Linked DNA regions of Rattus norvegicus: region 1 is linked to region 2. Evidence: chromatin contacts called from public Hi-C data. All regions are on one chromosome and are shown on one strand. The core of a region is the stretch at or near the end of the contact, and the rest is flanking DNA. Distances in the headings are between cores, read along the strand shown.

Region 1 (4,509 bases), core at 1,650-4,149, 1.1 Mb before region 2:
TTTTTCTAATAATGGAAGTCACTGGTTGGCAGAAGCAGGTTCCTTCCACCGGTCACAGAGGCCCCATGTAGGTGCAGGCTTCCAGGGATTCAGGGGCCTGGTGAACTACGTAGGCCAGCAGCCTCCCTTGCCCTTGGCCGACTGGCGACTGGCGACTGGCGGCGGCGGGCAGGCTGCTCTCCGGTCTTCACTGAGAGGCTTTTTCACCGCCTGTCGTCGTATTCGCCCAGACAAGACCCGGCAAGGAACCGAGCTTATTCATCCGCTTTGGGGAGGAATTGGTGGCTGCATCCAAGTCGGTCGCCTTTCACCAAGTTGGGGACACAGTCTCAAAATCCAATAACTGAAACCCACAGTCTTCTCAGGGGAGGAGAATAGAAACATTTAAAATCCCCCAAACTCAGCACTACTCACTCTCCAGAAGGCTGCAAAGGTCGGGTTTATATTCTAAACCTAGATTTAAACACCGAGGACTACTTGGCTACAGGAAACGGAGGGAGCAAACTCTGGCAGTCGGTTTGAAAGCTAATTCTGAGAAAGCGTTGAGAAATATTTAGATAGTAGATTAAAAACTGGCTTAAAGGGCATCTTCTCCAGGACCTGGGCTAAATAGCATGTGAGTCTTTTCACACATAACAGACACATTTCCATCAAACAAGTAGAGAGCCAATGGCCAAAGAACGTATAATTAAATAGGCCCTGAGAGCCTGATTTTGTTCAAAGTCTGCCCAGGGAAGAGAGACACAGAAACAAGTGAAAGTTTTTGGTGACCCTTGGACCCTGCTCAGAGGGAAGACTTGGGCCCAGAAGTACCAAGGCCTTGGAAGCAGCAGAATTTGGAACCGATTTGGCCTTGGCAAACTAGAACAGAGTCTCGTACTGGGACCTCTTAGTCATGCGTGGCCATTCAGACGACCTTCCTAGGCCTGTTAGTGTGATGTTTTTCCTGCTTGACCTAACTTGCTCCACACTCTGGTTGTCAGGTCTCCTAAAGAAAAGTTCCATTTTAAACACAGTAGCTATGGCTGCTCCAGTCGCCTGAGTCTAGACAGACGGCCTCGGCCTGACTAGCCTTTCACTTTGCGCCTCGCTCAGTGTCACCCCAGGAACAATTTATTAGTCTAAAGCCGTCTAATTTCGCCTCTTTGATCTCCTACACTTCTTTTTGTTTGCTTCTTCTTTTAGCTATTTTAGACTTTTATTTCTCTTTTAGAAGACGCTGTTATTTCGATTTTTTCCCCCTTTCCTGTTCTACCTCCTCTGTTTGCCATCCCAATCCACCATAAAGGGGATCCCGGATATTGCCGCCTCAGGGTCCTTATGTTTCAGGGGAGATAGCCCATCTCCCACCTGCCCTCCTCCCCGCCAAAGCCTGAGCCCTTTACTAGGTAAGAGCCGAGGCTCCGTTTCAGCGGGATTTGAACATCCTTCTGTCTTTTGTGCTCCCAAGACCCCCTGAGAGGATGCGGTAAACGGGGGTGGGGTGGGTGGAGGCAGCCTGGACCCACTGAAAGTGATAAGAAAGTGCTTTGTACACCAGGAACAAACTCTATAATTTAGAGGAGAATTTCCGGGGCAATTCCATTGTGAAGTCGGCTTTATGATGTGCAATCGAGCTGGGCAGTAAAAGGTGGCCAGTCTTCCAGCAGGGCCCCGGAAGTTTATGAGGCGTTTAGGGAAAGGGTTCACCCAAATATCCTCTAGAGAATGCCGGGCAGCAGAGCCTCCATCCGACCTATCAATACAGGCGGAGGGGGGTCTGAAGTCCAGCAAGGTAAGCCCCCAGGGTGCTGAGTATTTGGAGAGAATGAGACTGTGTTTGTGCTTAGAAAGCACGGTGCTTAGAAAGGTGAAGGCGCGGGATCTGGGTGGCCCTTGAAAGGACTTCCTTGTTTGATTTTATTGTCGCCTTTATAAAGAACTGGGGTTCCACGGTGGGCTACAGCACCCAGTCTCTGAGATCACCTCTCTGCTCTCTAAACCTGCTCTAAAACCAGGTTTTACCAACTGTTAACAGCCCACAGCCCAGGGAAAGCTGTGCTGAGAGCTGCCAGGAGCCTCCCAGTATGAAGTAGGTGTTTAAAATTTTGTGGAGCCGAATTTCTCCCAAACTCCCAGTTTCTTGTCATCCAGGGGGTAGCCAGGGGTTGTGGGAAGGACAAAGCGGGTGTTGAGCCATCTATGGAGTTGTTGCCAGCCAGCCAGGTGCCCAGGAGCGAATGCAGAGAGACTGCCAGGGCCGCAGTGTCCGGGAGGAGAAAAGGGAATCCCATGTTAGTAAATCTGTTGGCAAATGAGGCTCATTAATAGATAAATATTTCACTGCTTCCTTTAGGGCAGATAAACAGTGCGCCGCCGATTAAAGAAAGGAAGCTGGGAGACATTGACTTTATTCGAACCACATGGTTCCAGTTTGTGCTCGGCTAGAGGAGACGCCGCGCCTGCAGAGTTTGCGCTGGGGCATCAAATCCGCTCTCAAACGTCCTCCTGCCCATAGACAAAGATGGGCAAAGACTGGCTCTTTCTCTCTAGACCAGCTTTAGGCGGACAGGTTGCGGGCGACCCTGCAGGGTCTTGGATCCTCAGAGAGGACCCGGACGGGGGTTGGGGGGATCCACACACTGGATCTGGGGTTCAGGAATAGGTGTGAGGTTGTCGGGGGCGAACCCTGCCGCTAGGCTTCGGCGTCTGGGATGGGGCTCTCCCGGAGCCTAGAGGTCTGATTGCGTCGGGCGCCCGGGGCCGGCCGGGTGCAGGCCGCGTATTTGAGCCTCTTCCTCTCCATTCTAGGCGGCCGCCGGCCCGTGGCGCGAGACCACCTGTGAGGGCTGCTGAGATTGGCGGAGGCGGTCATGTGGGCGGTCACGTGCCGCGGCGAGCTCCGTCCAAAAGAAAATGGGGTTTGGTGTAAATCTGGGGGTGTAATGTTATCATATATCACGCTACCTCGTAAAACCGACACTGAAAGCTGCCGGACAACAAATCACAGGTCAAAATTATGAGTTCTTCGTATTATGTGAACGCGCTTTTTAGCAAATATACGGCGGGGGCTTCTCTCTTCCAAAATGCCGAGCCGACTTCTTGCTCCTTTGCACCCAACTCGCAGAGAAGCGGCTACGGGCCGGGCGCCGGCGCCTTCGCCTCCAACGTGCCGGGCTTATACAATGTCAACAGCCCCCTCTATCAGAACCCCTTCGCCTCCAGCTACGGTCTGGGAGCCGACGCCTACAACCTGCCCTGCGCCTCCTACGACCAAAACATCCCCGGGCTCTGCAGTGACCTCGCCAAAGGCGCCTGCGACAAGGCGGACGAGGGCGTGCTGCACGGCCCGGCCGAGGCCAGTTTCCGCATCTACCCCTGGATGCGCAGTTCAGGTAGGCGCAGCGGCCGGCGGGGTCGCCGTGCGGGAGGAGCGGCAGGGCGGGAGCAGGGCGCGGGGGACTGAGAGAGCCCAGCCCAGCGGCTTCCAGCCGGCGATCCCCCCCGCAAGTCCCGGTGGCGCTGCCTTTCTGGTTTTAATTAGAGCTGAGGCACCATTGCGTGGAGAGACCCGTAGCATTGTATGTAAATGAGGCTCATAAAACTTTTTATGGCCCAATTAATGGGTTCGATCCTCGTAAATTTATTTAACTCCATTTGCCTTGGAATTTTCACAATAAGTTTCTCCACTATTCTCATATTCTCTTTCTCCCACCTCACCCCCTCTTCTTTTCCCTCTCTTTTCCTTTCCCTCAGCTTTTCTTTCTATCCCCTTCTTTACAGTCCCCTATCCCTTCCTTGATTCCAGTTCTCTCCCCCTCCTCCTCTTCCTTGGGCCTGGCTTTCTTTCTCAAAGGCAAGGAGTTCTGAGATCTCCAGGATCCCTCACCCACCCCTGTACCAGAGGCCATTTCTAGAAAGGGGCTGAAGCCAATGGGACAGAGGGTGGGAATGCCACAGGAAGGTCTTGTGGATGGGGCTTCTGAGGAGGGTCGTCCACTGGGATAGCAAGGCTGGGGAGCGGCTAGTCTTGTCTTTGAATGGCAAAAGTGCCCGAGTCTCCCACTTGCCACACTCTGTATTTACAATTTCCCTTTGTCAGGGGGGAAGCAGGACATTGTGGAAACGTAGCCGGCTGGAAAAGCCAGTTGTAAAGTTGGAATTCTGCCCTAAGGCTTTTCACAGACGATCTTGTTTGTCTGGCGCTGGGGCCTTCCGCTGACAATTTTCCTCCCCCAGCTCAATCGAGGGTGTTGAGGGTGGCACCTGGACTTAGACAAGGTGGGAAGGGCAGGCTCTTGGACTGCTGGCCTGACTAAAGCGCTCTTCTGTCCACCGGCTGCTTGTCTGTTTGTTTATCTCTATGTCCAAATTTCTGCTCCTAGGACCCGATAGGAAGCGGGGACGCCAGACCTACACTCGCTACCAGACGCTGGAGCTGGAGAAGGAATTCCACTTCAACCGCTACCTGACGCGGCGCCGCCGCATCGAGATCGCTCACGCGCTCTGCCTCACCGAGCGCCAGATCAA
Region 2 (4,243 bases), core at 341-2,840:
ACGTGCGCGCCGGCGGGGGCACGGGCGCGAGGGGAGGCGCTCCGCTCAGAAAGGCCTGTGGAGAGATTTTGACTTGACATTTACTGTCACGTCGCTAAGACTAGGCCTTAAAGTGGGGCCCCTGGGGACCTGAGGCAGACCCTTTTCTGGCCCCAACGCTTCCTTGTTCTTCCTCGCGCGCCTGGCCAGTCCTGCACAGTGGCCCAGGTCCAGAATTCACCATCAGAGGATGCAAACCCGTCTGGGTTTAAACCCGGCTCTACTACCGGAAGTCATTTGACAAATCTCAGGCTGGCCTCTCTAATCTTTGCGGCTCCTCAGAGTTTTGCAAATCTTTAAACAAGCTGTAACCTTCTTCAAACAGCGCGCCAGACAGACAACCCCCAGGGTCAGGCAGACTCCATCAGCACTCCACTCACTTCCTCCAAGGTCAGGCCCACACCTCTCCCAGCACCTTTCTGTCTGCAGATTCCCATGCGCCCAGCCAGCAGCCCAAACCCAGGAACGTCTCCCACCCTGGAGGCCTGTGCCTGTGTACTGGAGACTCATGGAGCCCCTGGGGGCAGGCCGGGGAGGGGGGGAAGGGAACCCTCCGGGCAAGATCAGCGAGGTGGGGGTTGGGCGGGTGATTTATGATGCTTATCAACGTTTTAGGAAGCAGAAATTAACCTGAGGAGGATTAGGCCCCAAGCTTTGAAGCTCTTCGTTTTGTTTTCCTTCTGTCCACTCCCATGATCAAACAGTTCCCTGTTCCTTCTAACCTTCTCCTCCTCTAGTTATCTCTTCTCCCCGCTCCTCAGCCCTAGCAAGCTCCTTTGCACTGTTTCTCTTAATTTCAAATAGAAATCTCTTGACCCTAGCTACCGTGTTTCTGTCAGTGATCTAGAAACAGAAGGAAAGACCCTTCCCCCATCCCTGTCCTCTGGGAATAGTGTTTAAGGTTTGAACATTTTCTGTTTGGGAGATCAGAGGTAGCAAATCTGTAACTTTTCTTTTTCTTTGGCACTTTCTTTCCATCCAAAGCCCTTTGTCTAGTTCGCCCACCGAGACTGGCCTTCCCAGGAAGCAGGTTAGGTGGAGGTAGTTTGCTGTCGTTTCTGGTGAGTGCTAACTTCGCTTAGCTCATCACATCCCCAGGTCCTGCGGATTCCCGGATGGTCCTCCTAGTTCGCTAGTCTTCCGGGGACCCCGGACCTTGCGGTACTCTTTCCCTGCCGTCCTTTATCCTCCCCCTACGCCCCCCCCCCATCCCCGGCATCCAGGCTTCGGGCGGAACAGTCTCCCGCAGTTCCCGAAAGGCGCCTGTTGAAAAGGCAATTTCCTTGGGGGGTGTGGTCCGGCTGAGAGTAAAACAGAAACCAAGTTTGTTTGGGGTCCTGAAACCCAAACGTTTTATTGCATCCGCCTCAGAGTCAACTAACTCTTAATGAGCATCCAGGCGGGAAAAGCACGAGGAGGTTTGCTCGGTGCTCCGGAGGGGACCTGAGTGAGGGGAGTCTATTTACTTCTCTTGCAACCAGAGGTTACAACATCTTCCCCAAAAGTCTCCTTCCAGTGCCGGGGGTATAGACAGGAAAGTCAGAAGGCATCAGGTTTCAGCTCTCTGAGTAATCCAAGATCATTCAGCCAAGAAGACCTTCGAAGTTGGCCCTGTCTACAGCTTGTAATGAAAAGGGGTAATCTGTCGTGTAATGAAAAACAGTACCCACAAAAACAAACCAGCATCCGACCGCCTTCCACCTCGCACCACTCTACCCTAATACCCGCCAGTGACAAATATTACTATCCAGTTCCACCCCCAAAAGAGGAAGCAGTAGATCTTCCTCTTAATAACTTCCCAAAGTGTTACAAATAATAAAAGGGGCGCATAAATCATCGCGGGAGCGACTCAAAGCGGACCTCGAAGGATTTACTTCGCTTGAGCCTTAGCTTCCAATCGCCCTCTCATTGGCTTCTTTCTTGAAGTCCGCCCCCAGATCCGTGCTCTTATTGGTCAATATGGCAGGGTGACGCATAGAAAGGGCGTGGGGTTGGTGGGGGCTGGATATTTTTCAGTGCGCAAGCGTCCTAGGTTGTGCGGGTGTGATTGACAACCAGGGGAAAACAAGTGCGCGTGCGTGGATGAGTGAGGGAGTCAGAGACAGCGAGAGATAGAGACACAGAGACACAGAAAAAAGAAAGAGGGAGAGGGAGGAGGGCAGAGAAGATGAGAGAGAAAGAAAGGGAGAGGGGAAAGAAAGAGAGAAAGAGGTGTAAGGAGAAAGGAGAGAGCGAAGGTGAAAGAGACCGTGTGTGGTGAGGTGGTGGGTGCTGGCACTCTGGCTGCTCCAGCAGGCTAGGTGGGGGCAGTTCAGACTGCAGGCATTTCCCGCTGAGTCAGGTTGTTGTCACTCTTCCGCCACAGATCCTCTCGGAGGGCTTGAAAGGGATTCACTGAGGAGGGTAACTCTGGGGAGGGGGTAAATAGGCTTGCTTTCCTGTAGGAATCCACTTAAAATTTCTAGAAGTTTACTTTTAGACCCTGTTATTTGTGCATTCCCGGAAAAGAACACAATACAAGCCACCAGTAACCTCAGGTAATGTCCTAGGCACTCCACTTCTACCCAGCACCACCCCAGCCCTGTGTGACTTTCTCACAACACAGCTGCCACAGCTCTCTAAGCGACTTGTAATCGAAGAGGCCAGAGAAAAAGACACACCGTAAGATTGCTTGGATGGAAGGAGAAAGAAAGAAAAGAAAGAAAGAAAGAAAGAAAGAAAGAAAGAAAGAAAGAAAGAAAGAAAGAAAGAGAGAGAGAAAGACAGAAAGAAAAGAAAAAAAGTAAAGAAAATTAGATAAATGCAGCCACCAAAAATAGCGACAGAAAACAAACCAAACCAACCAACCAAACAAACAAACAAAAAAAGACAACAAAAAATAAAACAAAAATCAAAGTCGCGGAAGGACAAGTCCGTTGCCTACTGAATGGAAAATAAACCCGGTTTGTGTAGATGCTTGCTAACGCCTGCTACAAAATTCTTGAGAGGCGAGGACCGCGCCTGCAGCTGCAGTGCTGGGCCGCTGCCCGCTTCCATCCAAATTCCAACGTTTGGGAGCGAGAGGCCCCAGATTTGCTCCCTACTTAGGCCATGGATTCCTTCTTGCACATATTTTAGGGCAATAATAAACATCCTATGAATCTGCACATATTTTAAACTACAATACCCCTGGAAGACCTGAGAATGAAGGGCTTGAGTTTTACGAATTTCTAAATTAAAAAAAAAATGGCCATGACTTCTTCACAGGCCCTGCAAATGTCTTTTTTCATTAAAAATTTGTGTGTGTTGTGTATGTGTGTGTATAAATATTCTAACAAAAGCATTTCTGTCTGTGAATGCACAGTAAATAAATACAGAGGCCAGACTGAGCTAAGCATGTTATTATTGATAAAGTAAAATGTTAGTTTAGATTCTCTTTTCTGTGTTTTTTTCTTACGAAGCGATGCTTTTAGCCTGCCTCTGTATTGAAAGCAGTATTTTCTAAATACATTTATTTATAAATGCCATATTCACTTTTAATTTGACAATGATCATTTGTAACACAAAATTGTTAGCTTAATTTTAGGCGTTTTTTAATTTTTATTCACTTATTGATATTTTAAGCAGCAAACCTAAAATTAGTAACCAAGGCTTTGATGGTTGTTTATTTTTGTTTCGTTAAACGTCCTTATTTTATTAGGTAGATGTGTAGCTGAATTAATTTTTAAAACAATGAGTAAAAACGATATTTTTCTTTCGCTTTGCTAGAGCAAAAGTATATTTTCATTCTTCTCCGTCCGATTCTTTCTCTTCCAGCAGCCACAGCAAACTGACAGGCTCCAGCCTTCTGGAGGGCTAGTATGCAAATTTTGGATGATTGACACCTCTAGTGGAAACCAATCACGCTACAGTAGGCTGCTGATTGGCTGACTGTGATTTGACGTATAATTGACGTTTTAAAAATCTATTATCCAATCACAACAATTCATGCAAATAAGTGAAGGAGTCATATTACCAGAGAGCAGCGAATCTTGAGTACGCCCTCACGTGTTCAATAGCGGGTACTGCAGAAATTACTGCCAAACTACGAAATGTTCAATTCTAGTTCTCGCTTTAGCCTTTCTTAAACTTCTTTGTCACGGAATATAAACGACCATTAAACAATTCCCGAAGAGTTATGATGGTTCGTTAAAAAAAATCTATGTGGCCACAGAATTTCAGAATC

Evidence for each region. A called contact is a pair of places that touch in the nucleus more often than the background predicts.
Region 1: a Hi-C map of kidney shows a contact between it and region 2, with 9 times the contacts expected there. The contact joins the promoter of Hoxa7 here to the enhancer-like site in region 2. A contact is called at or near these places in 4 of 12 Hi-C or Micro-C datasets (hepatocytes, kidney, liver and 1 more).

What each region holds. Positions count from the first base shown.
Region 1 is chr4:82,646,631-82,651,139 of GRCr8, reverse strand. It overlaps Hoxa7 (homeobox A7), which reads left to right and starts at 2,899. Exons shown (of 2, transcript NM_001109233.2): 1 at 2,899-3,374; 2 at 4,365-4,509. The coding sequence starts at 2,999.
Region 2 is chr4:81,563,933-81,568,175 of GRCr8, reverse strand. No RefSeq gene overlaps it. Among named protein-coding and RNA genes, the nearest start is that of Mir148a, 98 kb to the left of the region's middle. Within about 2 kb of position 1,590, at least 24 of the 93 cell types and tissues checked have an H3K27ac peak or open chromatin away from gene starts, as enhancers often do. A contact at or near this core is called in kidney, where this site is marked.